Regions from separate parts of the Triticum aestivum genome. Here region 2 is linked to region 1. A link is a contact called in public Hi-C data. All regions are on one chromosome and are shown on one strand. The core of a region is the stretch at or near the end of the contact, and the rest is flanking DNA. Distances in the headings are between cores, read along the strand shown.

The links. Hi-C and Micro-C count contacts between places; a contact is called where the count stands out from the background.
Region 2: a contact with region 1 is called in a Hi-C map of leaf, with 4 times the contacts expected there. The contact joins the promoter of LOC123060466 here to the promoter of LOC123058013 in region 1. A contact is called at or near these places in 1 of 5 Hi-C or Micro-C datasets (leaf) and 1 of 1 datasets of contacts at active chromatin or transcription factors (leaf).

Annotation. Positions count from the first base shown.
Region 1 is chr3A:94,134,358-94,140,808 of IWGSC CS RefSeq v2.1, reverse strand. LOC123058013 (small polypeptide DEVIL 10) reads left to right here and starts at 2,673. Exons shown (of 1, transcript XM_044480857.1): 1 at 2,673-3,204. The coding sequence starts at 2,776. The coding sequence ends at 3,000.
Region 2 is chr3A:94,325,432-94,331,882 of IWGSC CS RefSeq v2.1, reverse strand. LOC123060466 (E3 ubiquitin-protein ligase At1g12760) reads left to right here and starts at 4,008. Exons shown (of 5, transcript XM_044483200.1): 1 at 4,008-4,151; 2 at 5,719-6,451. The coding sequence starts at 5,918. It overlaps LOC123060467 (valine--tRNA ligase, mitochondrial 1), which reads left to right. Exons shown (of 22, transcript XM_044483204.1): 16 at 1-149; 17 at 1,006-1,257; 18 at 1,342-1,842; 19 at 1,936-2,033; 20 at 2,170-2,269; 21 at 2,735-2,880; 22 at 3,000-3,370. The coding sequence ends at 3,150.

The sequences.
Region 1 (6,451 bases), core at 1,424-3,923:
TTATTGGCCGAGTCTTTGTTCTTTTTTCTTTCTGTTTTGCTTGCTCGCATCGACGCTGCGCAGACAGGACAGCTGGTGCCAATCGGCAGCCATTCCTGGCGTCTGTTCCTCCTCTCTAGCATCTCTCTCGCGCCGTGTCAAATTTTGCTGGCGGAAGCATCCATTCCCGGGGCCCTAGTGCGTGAGCGACATCCCACGAGGGCAGCCCCGTACGTGCGTGGACTGGCTGTCTGCCTGAACGCCGAGAGCTACGTGTGTGTGTGCATTGGCCGGTCCTAGTCAGTGTTATCATCTCATCTATCTGTAGTGTCGACGCCATGGACCACTTCGACATTGTGTGTGTGTGTGAGAGAGAGAGGAGAAAATGCATGCACGAGGGACAAGGACGCCGCGCGGCGCGTACGCGTATGGACGTAGCGGCGTGGGCGCGCGCCCACAGTGAGGCGATGATGGGAAAGGGACGCGCGTGCGGTGCGGGAACGTGGTGTGTCCGGAGCTCGCGGGCGGAGGAGGAAGACGACGCCACCGCCCGCGCGGCAGCGGAAGCCTTCGTGCGCGTCGCTGGTGTACAGGCACAAACGTTCGTGGGCGCAACGGCATCGTACGTGTGCCCGTGCGCGCGCGCGCGTGGACGCCGACGGAGAGGTTGAATCATGATGCCCTGTGGGGCTGGAGGAACGCCGGCCAGCCTTCCATCCGCCGTCGGTGGACCGTGCGCGCGCGTGCGAGCGTTTGAGCTCCTGACCTAGGTCTTGGGTGTAACTGGATATTATTCTGCTATATCAATATATTAGGAAAAAAAAAGAATGCTGATTTGTCTTGTGAAGCCAGTTTCCCATTTTGCCTCTTGCTTTTGCTTTCTCATTGTGGACACTATGGCACACAACACATCGCACGCCAATCTCGAATGTTTTTCTAGAACCCGCAAAACATTAATGCCTCTTTGACTCTTTTTTGTACTAAGATTGGAAAGAGAGACCAATCTCAACTGTGAAAAGTAGTCGTCAGTCGTGAGTCGTGTGTTGTGAAAAAGCTGCAGTGCCATATGGCAAACCTGATGCTGGCTATGAGGGTGTATGTCTAAAATTATAACGAGTTAGCCATAAATGGTGCGTGTTGTAGGCTTGTAGCTAAACCTTTTACTCTAGATTTGCCACTTTGCCAGGTTAAAGTAAAGAGTGTGGCTAGGTCTCAGTCCACTGAGATTTAACCAATTCTTAGTCAAGTGACATAATATATAAAAACAAAAAAAATGCACAGATCTTCACATAAGATCTCACGAATCTAACATTGACTGAAATTTGATTAAAGTCTTAGTCGACCGAGATTTAGCAATCCCGCAAAATAAAATACCAATGTGCTATCAACTAAATTTTGGCACCACAACATTCAGAGGCCGGGGCTAAAGGAGTTAGGGTGGCGATATGCTTTTTTTTAACATTGCGATATGCTACTGGTTGATACCAATTTTTTTATACAATACAAATGAAAATGGCCTCATATACGCATATACACCCATCCCTATAAACACATGTATGCACACACTATCCCTATAAACACATTCGAGATACCGAGCCAACACAATATCTTGAGATTGACGAAGTCACTACATAAGCCATCGTAGTGGTCGGCCCCAAGCTGGATAATTAAGTAATGATTATATGCCGAGCTCTGATAACATAGAAGGGCGGCAAATTTGTTGAGGGTTGTGTTAGCATGAGGGAGGTAACAATAGTCGACGACGAGCAAATAAACATGAGCGGCCCGACCCCCGCCAAGAAAAGACCGACGCAAACTCACTAGTGGAGCGGAAGGACTTAGATGAAGGGCACATCTTCTTTCATTTGAATTGGTTGAAGGTGGGCAAATAACCAATAACATTAAGTAGCAAAGTCGAATAAGTTTCTCCATATCGGATAATTTTTGAGACCTGCTAATCATATGTATGATACCTATCTCCAAAATACATACATAGTATAATATGTTACTCCCGAGATATGTATCTTGTTACCCCGCAAAAAAAAAGAGATATGTATCTCGTTACTCCCTCTATTCATAAATATAAGATATTCTAATTTTTCTCTAAATCGGGTACATATACACGCTTAGTATGTTTGTTCACTTATCTAAGACTGTATGTAGTCCATATTAAGATATCCATAATGTTTTTATATTTGTGAACGAAGAACATAGTATTTTAGGTGACCTGATGGTTGTGTGCATTCGCTCGTTGTAGAAACCGGGGTTATCCTCGTTTTCAAGAGAAAAAGGTGACCTAATTTATTGTTTTGAATAATCTATAATAGCCCATCTTTTCTAAATAATGTCATGTAACGTTAACATTACGTTTAGTTGCCATTGCATAAGGTTTGCATGACACAGAAAGTAATAGTACCATATAGTGAGAGAGTTTATATTTTTTTTTGAGGGGGCCAGAGATTTTTATAAGAAAAACAGCATGTTTTTTTTCGACAAAGAAAAACAGCATGTGTGCCAAAAAAAACATGCGAGAGGCCAAAATCGTCAGTGCCCAGTCACCATCCAGTTCACCGAATCCGGCCCACCGCCACGTGCTGACATGCACCCCACCTCACGGGGGCCCGGCCCTGGAAGATCCATCCACCCTACCGGGCCTATTTAACCACCGGCATCGATCTCTCTTCATCGCTCTCCTCCAGACCCAGACTCCCAGCACCAGTCCATCTCAAAACTCTCTCTACACGTGTCCACGCATCCTCGCGTTCGTTAGGCCGCGACGCCCGCTCGTCTCAAAACATGGAGCTCCCGGCCGCCTCCGTCCCCCACTCCGTCTGCACGGCGTACAGCAACCTCGTCACGACGACGGCGGCGCAGCATCGGCGCTCCCGGCCGCCGCCGCCGCGGCGCCCGCGGCAGGGCAGCTGCTGCGCCATGCTGAAGCAGCACAAGACGAGGCTGTACATCCTCGGGCGGTGCGTCTCCATGCTCCTCTGCTGGCACGACCGCGACGACTCCGACTGAGCCCCTCCGGCTATGCTTGGTGCAGGCCTTTTTTCTTTTCTTGTTCTTTTGTGTGAACACAAACGTCATATATACATACTCGAAGAGAGATGATGAAAGTGTTGGCTGGTTAGTTTGGCAGATTATGGAATGGAACCAAGCAAATGTACATGAAAAAGTTTCTTCTATAAGTATATGATTACATTGCCATTTCCCGGCCCGTTACTCCCTTTTTAGCATTTCCAATAATTATGAGAGAAATCTGTAATATCTATATGCTTTTTTTAGCTGAAATGTCTATATGCTGAATGGGCAAAAACTTATTACTTGTTCTTTTAGCAATCAGGGTCCAATTTTATACTCCTGTATATGGCCTTTAGTTTCTCGGCCACGGCCTTGCTCTCGTGTGCGTAGGCGGCCTCAACGTGGACGACCATGTCGCGGCGGCACAGGGGGCACGTCGTCACCTTCTCGAACCACCGCGCAAGGCAGCGGACGTGGAAGGTGTGTGAGCACGGCAGCCTCAAGTTGCCGTCGTCGTTGCCGCCCTCAGCAGCCGCGGTATCCTGATCCTGACATATGCAGCAGCAAATAGCGGTCCGCCACGGACAGCCCACATTGGGCGGCGGCCTCCCTGCACGCGAGCGCCAGCAGCTTGCAGACGGCCCGCACGAAGACGGTCAGGGACAGGTCGAGGCTGAAGCGCGGCGCGTCGCCGCCGTGATGGCCTTCCTCGTCGAGCCGGGCCCTCTCCGTGATGGTTCCGGCAAGGTCGTCGGGTAAGAAGCCGCCGTCCCAGTTGGTGGCGGCGAGGTCGAAGCCGCGGAGGGCCGGCGTCCGCGTGAGCATCCAGTGGATCTCGTCGCGGCAGGCCGAGCGGCTCCGTAGACGACGGTGAGGTGGCCGTGCACGCGCACTGTGCACGGGTGGCGTTTGCTTTTGGTTGGTGCGTCTCCTGATCGTGCCTAGTCCGGTGAGCCGGCACTCGGTCGCCGTCGCGGCCAGCGGCAGCATGTCCCTCAACGGCGGAGGCATCGCGGGCCTTCTTCCCCGGCCCCGCTGATCAGGGAGTACAGGAACGTTTGATATAGCCGCATTGGTCTCTGAGTAATCCGGGTCGGACTCAACAATGTGAGAGCAGACAGAGCAAAAATTGCCGTCCTGAAATCCATCCGAGGCCAATGCATAACTTGGCACTTTGGCAGGATTCATCAGTGTTCATGAAAACTTTGGGTACGTTTGGTGTAGCCAAAATATATATACTCCCTCAGATTCTTTTTAGTTCGCATATAAGATTCGTCTTAAGTCAAACGCAGTAAAGTTTGACCGGGATTGTAGGAAAAATAAACATTCACAATGTAAAATTGATATCATTAGATGCATTATTAAATTAACTTTCATGTTGTATATCTCTAGTATTGTAGATGTTGATAATTTTGGTCAAAGTTTATGAAGTTTGACTTAAGAGAAATCTTATATGCGAAGTAAAAAGAAACGGAGGGAGTACCTTACTAAAACTCCTTTCAATCTTTGTTTGGATGGTTTCCAATTCCAATCTTTCAGCGTGTTAATTGTTTTATCGCCGCCAAAATATTATAGCAAGAAGCAAGATAATGAGCTTACCTTTGAAGCTATGTTGAATAACTGGAGAGCACTACAGTACAGGTTGTTGAAGCACACATAAAGGAATAAGGCGCCTATTACCTAATTATAATAAAAATATAAGATGCATAACAGGTGAAATAAGTAGAGTTTTTTTCTGACGGAGGGAAAGAGGCCAACCCATGGAATACTTATGTGTTAAGTGGATAAAGATACCATACCAATTGCCTCTTTCAAGTTTTCTAGTGCTTTACATCCAAAGATATGCTATATATACCACTACCAGCAAAGATTCATCAGTGAAGAGAACCTCCAGGGAAAGGAATGTCAGAGACAACTGGAAGAGATAACCACCATGTGCAGCATAGTGTAGAGAACCCTCAGAGTCACATTTTCTGCCGCGTTTTTTCTTTCAAAAATAATAAATGAAGGGAACAACTTGGTTGATTTGTTACAATCACATTAATTCAGATAACTGCCAATGGTCTCTATTGGTATTTTCTAATCATAAAGATATGTTCGGACAAGCACGTAATAAAGATGGTGCAATGCAACACAGATCGTTTCGTTACAAACTTACAGTGGCAAATACATCAATCACTCGAGAACAAAATCAAATGGCAGTAACTGAAATGCGGCACAAAACAGACTAGACTTGGAACAACACTGGCCTAGTACCTAAGAAATATTAGAAACACGAATACTGGCACGGGCGGCCTCAGGCCTACTGACAACGCCAACATGGGTGAGTAGTGCCCACATGAGTGTAATCAGCTCGCCGCCCCAGGCAATTGCCTCCGCATGCCCATCGAAGTTATCCGACGGAGCAATATACAGGATCACCTCACACCAAAATCCAGCCAGAACCTTCCACCCCTCTTCCTCTTCTTCAATCCACCCCACCAGTTGCTCGCCAAGCTTCGCACCATCCTTGAGCACCTCATGCTTCGACCTTGCACGCAGCAACTCAACCAACTGCTGATATTCCAGTTCAGGTGTCAACTTGGCGACGCGACCGGCAAGGACACGCTCAACGTCTTACTTGGTGGCCTTGCAAAGGCTCTTGCTCCACGCATAGTCATCCAGAAGTAGCTCAGGAGAATATGCCACTAAGTAGGCATAGTAGCGTGAAAAGTGGCTGGCAGCAATCTTCTTGCCAGAAACTGGTGATGACTGTGGGTGCCTCACCTCAAAGATGCTTGTGGCGATGTGCCATGCAAGTAAGGCGTCAGATGTACCTTTGGTGCTTCATGCCACGAGGAGGTTGACCCCGACTTGCACGCCGAGTTGCAAACATCTCATGCCATTTCTGAGGTCCCCCATGCTGTTTCTTAATGTGTTGGCAATGGTAGTCTTCACCTCTCTTGGTGTGTCGATGTTCTTCTTTGGCCCAGGAAGAGGAACGAGACGCCCAACAAGAGCCACCGGCGTTTTTCTATGAATGGGCACTGATTCATTTTGTCCCGCCAAGGCTTCACTACCTTGCATCTGTGTTGTAATAATAGGCCAATCCATTTTCGCAATGTAGGATATCCACGCCAAGAATCATGGCTTACATAGCGGCACATTAAGGCCACTTCAGTCCAGTCTGAGCAGATGTAGGATGCAATATCCATCACCTCACAGAGCACGACTAATGCAGCTAATGAGAACAATGGCAACAAATCAAACAATAAATTTCCGAAAAGCATCTCAGAACCAACTCCAGTATGATCCCACTTGCACTGGACACGACAACTTATCTAGTGTGCACCCATGTCACTCCAATAGTAGGGTAAACTTATCTTTAGAATAATTGCGGCCTATAAACAATAACCAATGCTTAAGAGTGAAAGGAATATGCTCAAGATGGGCAGCCAACTCTTGGAGT
Region 2 (6,451 bases), core at 2,759-5,258, 190 kb before region 1:
CAGTGCTTGGTTGGCCAGATGATACTGCTGATCTTCGTGCTTTCTACCCTACTTCAGTACTTGAAACTGGACTTGATATTCTCTTCTTCTGGGTGGCACGTATGGTGATGATGGGTATGCAACTTGGTGGTGATGTGCCATTTCAGAAGGTAACGACAGAAATGTTTTTCTCTGACAATTAAACTGTATTCTATCTACAGTTCTAATAATCCATTATACATAAATAATCTAATTCCTTGTGCGCACTCTTTAGCTTATAGCTACCTCTTCCTTCTGTCTCCATAGGCCTGGACATAGTGAAACTTTGCTTTAGTGTAACAGTAGCTATGCCCAAATGTCCAAAAACTGAAGCAATCTACATTTAATAGTGGCAGTGCATAACCACCATTGTTTCACAAAATCATGCATTATGAATTCTACTGACATTTGCTGAATGGATTAATGAGGTTGTCCATTTTGCACTATTTGCTGCTCTGCCATTTTCCTCTACATGCCATTCCAGTGTTGTCCTGATTGAACTCTGAAGATATGTTACTCACGGCAATCTACCTTAAACCTTGGTAGTTGGAGTATGTGGATGTTACAGACAAGGTTCAGTTAAAAAAATGAGAGCGTAATTGTTTGACAATATAGTGCACTATAAGTTTTCCAGATACTCGTTAGAGAAACTTCCACCCTTTTTCAATTATTATTCCGCGATCTGTCATTTGTGTCAACGGGTCAGCTTCCTGCATGAACTCTGTTCTTAGTTAATTTTGAACACAAGTTACATTTCTGTCATCATCGTCCTTTGTCATATTGTACTGTGTGCTTGATTGAGACTATCATGTAGTGTTAAATGCTTAAACTCATTAACTTTCCTTTTCTTTTCTGGATGGAAGGTGCTTCTCTTTAAATTCCGAAACTATTTATTTAACCAACCATATTGAGCTTCAACTCTTTTCTAGTTGAAGATATGCTTTAATTGTCTTGCATACTGAATCATGATTGCACCCTCTTTTGCAGGTGTATTTGCATCCTATGATCCGTGATGCACATGGCCGCAAAATGTCCAAGTCACTTGGTAATGTTGTTGATCCCCTCGAGGTGATAAATGGTACGACACTGGAAGATCTCCTGAAACGTTTGGAAGAAGGCAACCTGGATCAAAATGAGTTAAGTGTTGCAAGAGAAGGGAAGAAGAAAGATTTTCCTGATGGCATTGCTGAATGTGGCACTGATGCACTCCGTTTCGCACTGATTTCTTACACTTCTCAGGTTATAGTCACACCCATTTGAGTTTCTGTTGTAGTATTATAAGCTCCCAATTCATCTTTTTATAGAATCTCTCTTGTTTTGCAGTCTGACAAGATAAATCTTGATATCAAGAGGGTTGTTGGATATCGCCAATGGTGCAATAAATTGTGGAATGCCATTCGTTTTGCAATGGGCAAACTTGGCGATCATTATACTCCACCAGCAACCATTGTTGTGTCTTCAATGCCCCCGGTCTGCAAATGGATACTCTCGGTACTTAACAAGGCTATTGGCAAGACTGTGACCTCATTAGAAGCATACAAGTTCGCCGATGCAACATCTGCTATTTACTCATGGTGGCAATACCAGCTATGTGATGTATTTATAGAAGCTGTAAAACCTTACTTCTTCAATGACTCTCAAGAGTTCGATTCAGCAAGAGCTGCTTGTAGAGATGCCCTATGGGTTTGCCTCGACAATGGTTTGCGTCTGCTCCACCCATTCATGCCTTATGTAACAGAAGAACTCTGGCAGCGTCTTCCTCAGCCCAAAGATTCTTGCAGAAAAAATTCCATCATGATATCAGAATATCCATCTGTTGTTCAGGTAATACTCATGTCTAACAGAAGACTTTAAATACATCGAATTTCATGTTGCAATATCCTTTTCTTAGTGGAAAACAATTGTTCTTTATCACAGGAATGGGCAGATGATAAACTTGAAAGTGAATTTAGTATTATCTTGGATACTGTGAACAAACTAAGATCTCTGAAGCCACCAACAGATACAAATGAGAGGTGTGTATATGTGGTCATGTACCTGGGCTTTGTGTTCACAATGTACTGTGCATGATATATATGGTTGCTTGATTCTTCTTGTTCTACAGTTGGCTTGCCAAATCGACATCTTATTTCTTATCTTTTTCATGAACAGGCGACCTGCTTTTGCACTTTGTCGAGGCGAAGATATTGCTGCCACTGTTCAGTGCTATCAATCTCTAGTGGTGTCTCTTTCTTCTGTATCGTCACTTAAGGTTTTGCCTTGCATTTCCTTAGCTGTATTATGTGTTTTATTATCTGAAAACTTCCTTTACGGATCTAATGTTTTGGTAAAGCCTGGAGTGGAGCATATCATCTCAAGTGACTGTCTATCGCAGAATAATCAATTTTCATACTCCCTCCGTTTCTTAATATAGGGTGTATAGTTTTTGGTACGGAAATTAAAGAATGCATGTGGAGAAAAAATTTCACAAGTTATGGGTGAGATTACACCTAACTAATTAACATGAGAAAATAGAGGAGCTAGCCTAATATATGGAAATATAATAAATTCACTAAAAACATTATCCAGCCAAGTGGTGCAATGCAATACACCTTATATTTCGGATTTTTTCTCAAAAATCTATACACCTTATATCAAGGAACGGAGGGAGTAGTTGTTTTTATCCTTTTTCATCTGTTTGATGAAAAACACTGATTTGATGTTGGACAATTTCCAGATCCTGGCAGAGAGTGACGAAACTCCACCTGACTGTTCGACTGCTGTTGTCAACAAAGATCTGTCCGTATACCTTCAGCTTCAAGGAGCTCTAAACGCGGAAGTGGAGCTCGAAAAGCTAAGGAAAAAGAGGGATGAAATCCAAAAGTAAGCCTGATTTGCCATCTAATTGTTCTCTCCCGCTAAAGATCCGCATGTATGGTTGTCCTTGTTGTTAATCCCACTGTATCACCTGTAACATGGTTTCTTGTTATCCATGCGCGCAGGCTACAGCATGCCCTTTCTCAGAAGATGGAAGCGTCCGGTTACAGAGAGAAGGCCCCGCCCAGCGTCCAAGAGGAGGACATGAGGAAACTCACTGCCTTTTTCGAGCAACTGCGGGTGATTGGTGAAGCTGAGAAGAAACTAGATGCGTAAATTGGCAATGCTTGAGTCGGCTCTCTGTTTATTGATTGGAAACGAATGGCATTTTTGTTTCGAAGCTGATGTACTGCACAGTTTTTTGCGGATGCTGATGCTGTGATCACATTTACAGAAAATTCAAATGGAGCAATGAAACTCCAATTTCCTACATATGCCTTACTTTTGTAAATGATGTTTACCTGCGAGTGTCAGTGTCAATTGACTATTTTTTTCAGTGGCCAAGCCGTTGAGTTTTTTTTTTTTTTGCAAAGTTCTGCATTCAATTTGAACTTGTCTGTTCTATCCATGGGTGTAAAGTGTAGAAAGGGCAACAATATTCAGCAGAAACGCAAAACCACATTTTGTGAAAAAAAGGAATCTATATAGTACTTAAATCATCATGATTCACTGACATAACAAATGGTGCTTCTTAGAAAAGATAAGCAATTTTAAAGATTTATTATTAACTAGTCACTCTGCTAAAAATAGGACAATCGCACACCTGAAATGTGCGCTTGCTATATTTGCGAGAGGGAAAATGTGTTATGCACTGGCCATTTGTTGTTTTACCTAACATTAGTCGAAGCCAAAAAGAAAAAGAAATAAATAAAGGCTTAATAATCCTTTGCCCCTACTGTTACTCTACCTAATCCCACACGGTTTCTACGAGGAAAACGACTCCGTTTTCAAACAAAGAAGTTTCTAATCCTGCACGCGCCAACGGCCTACCCGCCCACCTCCCCCCGGCCGTCCGATCCCGCCCCGCTGGCCACACGAACGGCCGCGATGCGTTCCATCTATAATTACCGAGCTGCCCCCGCTTGACCCCCGCTTGACCTGTTCGTCCCTGACCGCTGACCTACATAAGGCAAAGCACCGACGGAGCAGACAAAAATGGAGGAGAGAGAATAGAATTTTCCGCCAGGAGCGCCGCGACGACGACGACGACCAGAGGAGGACGAGGCCTATAGCTCCAAGCTTCGGCCCACGCCCCGCCCCTTCCCCCGCCCTGCCCGGTACGTGCGTCCCTTCCCTTCCTCGCTCCGGGATCGGGTCGGGGGGCGGCGCCGGTCGCCGCAAGGTTCGCCGGCTCGATTGAAATCGGCTGCGAGCTGCCGGGCTGCTCCTGTCGGCGTGTTCGTGCTGGGTATCGGATTCTCGTAGCCACGTACGTACGTAGCTGGGTTGAGACGGCGTGAGTAACATGCCCGTTGGATTTGGTTTCCCTGTAGCTGCCGTTCTCCACATGCATTTTTTTTTTGAACCAGTCCCGGTGATTTGATGGCGTTGACGATTAGGAGGAGCGTTTCTCTTGTTTCCTTCCGTTGCGCTAGTATTTTGTGGCGCCGTTTGAACTAGTGTTTGGGGCCTGCCGGAATTGGTCTTTGTTTCTGGTGCTGGTAGGTGTATTTTCCACATTGGGTCCGCTAATCCAATGCACACCACTTGGAAAAAAAGATTGTGTGTTAACTTGCAGTTTACCTTTGGAATTCTGATTAGCCTGTTTTCCATGATTGGTCTGTGGTCAAGTTCTAGGATTGTATGTTTTTTTTTCATTTGATGAAACATTCTGTGATGCCAAATTTTTAGACAAAAAGAATTGGAACTTTGGATGGTGACCGATGCTTACCTTGCACAAATGCCCTCATTCTTCGCGATGTTTCATAAAGTCAGGTGTAGTCCTGTGGAACGATATATGATGCCTTACCTCTTTTCGAAAAAAAAAGACGTCTTGCCTCATACAAAGACCGCATTGCCCCGATTGTCGGAATTGGGTGTGGTTCTGTTTGCCTCTGGGTTTGCTGATTCGCGTTCAGGGTTTGCTGGTCTGATTGAATTGTTGTGAGCCACTGGATTTGATCTTGTGGTTGTGTTTATGCGGAATATTGAATTCGCATAGCCACATTGTTGGGTTGAGATGGATGCTGCTTTTATGAGTAATGCCCGTTGGATTTGGTTTCCCTGTTTCTGCTGCTCTCCATGCGTATCAGACGGCCAGGTGATTTGGGGGAATGGTGAGCATTGATGATTAGGAGGGGCATTATTGCAGCATTTTTTTTTGTTTCCTCCGTTTTCATTGTAATGCTCATTTGAGCTAAATGTGTCGACGTGGCGTTTGAACTAGTATCTTGGTCTGCCACAATTGATCTTTGTTTCTAGGGTTGGTAGATGTTACATTGGATCCACTAATCCTATCGTTCCTAAGTTCCTACTCGTTGCATGCCACTGGGAAAAAACATCGACTTCTGGCGTGCCTTCGGAATGTAGATTGATCCTTTTCTCTTCCTTGCATAATTGGTTTGTGGTCAAGCTGTAGGATTGCGGAAAACTGTTGATGAAAAGGTTGATTCTATAATGCCAAAATTTGCAACATTACATTGGAATTGGGGATGGTAAATGAGGCTTACCTTACACACTAAATATGATCATTGTAATCTTTCATAAAGTCAGGCTATGGTCTTTCCTTCAAGTGCAATCGTGTCTATTGATATATGATGTCTTACCTTATACAAAGGCTTTCATAATTTTGTGACAGAGATTTGCAGTGAACTGAAGTTTCCAATTAACTTTCCTTTCCTTCAGGTACACTAAAAGTCACCTGAAGGTGGTGTAGGGGGGAAACACATCGGTTCAAAGTGTGTGAGAAAGATATAGAGCATTCTGTCGGAAACTGCTGCATACCAAGGAAAATGTCAAGCTAAGGTGCTGGGTTGGTTTCCAGTTTACAGCCGCTCCTGTTGAATCGCAGTGTGAACGTGCAGCAGATTAGCATCCTTTACTGATGGATCACCCTGGAAATGTCACTCGTCATGATCACACAATCGACATACCAAGGAATGATCTGATGTCGCCGTCAACATCCCGTCCGGACAATCATAATCACTTGGATGAGTTGAACCACAACAGAGGTCCTTCAAATGAAGTTCCTCCTGTCCCAGAAAGTTCTGGCACAGCCGGTATGCCTGACTTTCGAAGCGCATCTTTCGTGAGAAGGGATCAAGTCAATCGTCAGCAGAATCCTTTGAATTCTGGCTTATGGATCTCAATCGAGCTTATTGTAAATGTTAGTCAGATTATAGCAGCTGCTACTGTCCTGTCGGTATCAAGGAATGAGCATCCACGCGCTCCACTATTTGAGTGGGTTGTTGGCTATATAATAGGTTGTGTTGCTACTATTCCACATCTTTATTGGCGCTATCTCCATCGCAATTGCCAGAACATCGAGCAAGAACCATCAGCCCAGGGTTCATCTCAAAGGAACATATCCGAGTCTGATTCTTTTGCAGCAATTTCATCTGCTCATGCATCAGAAGCT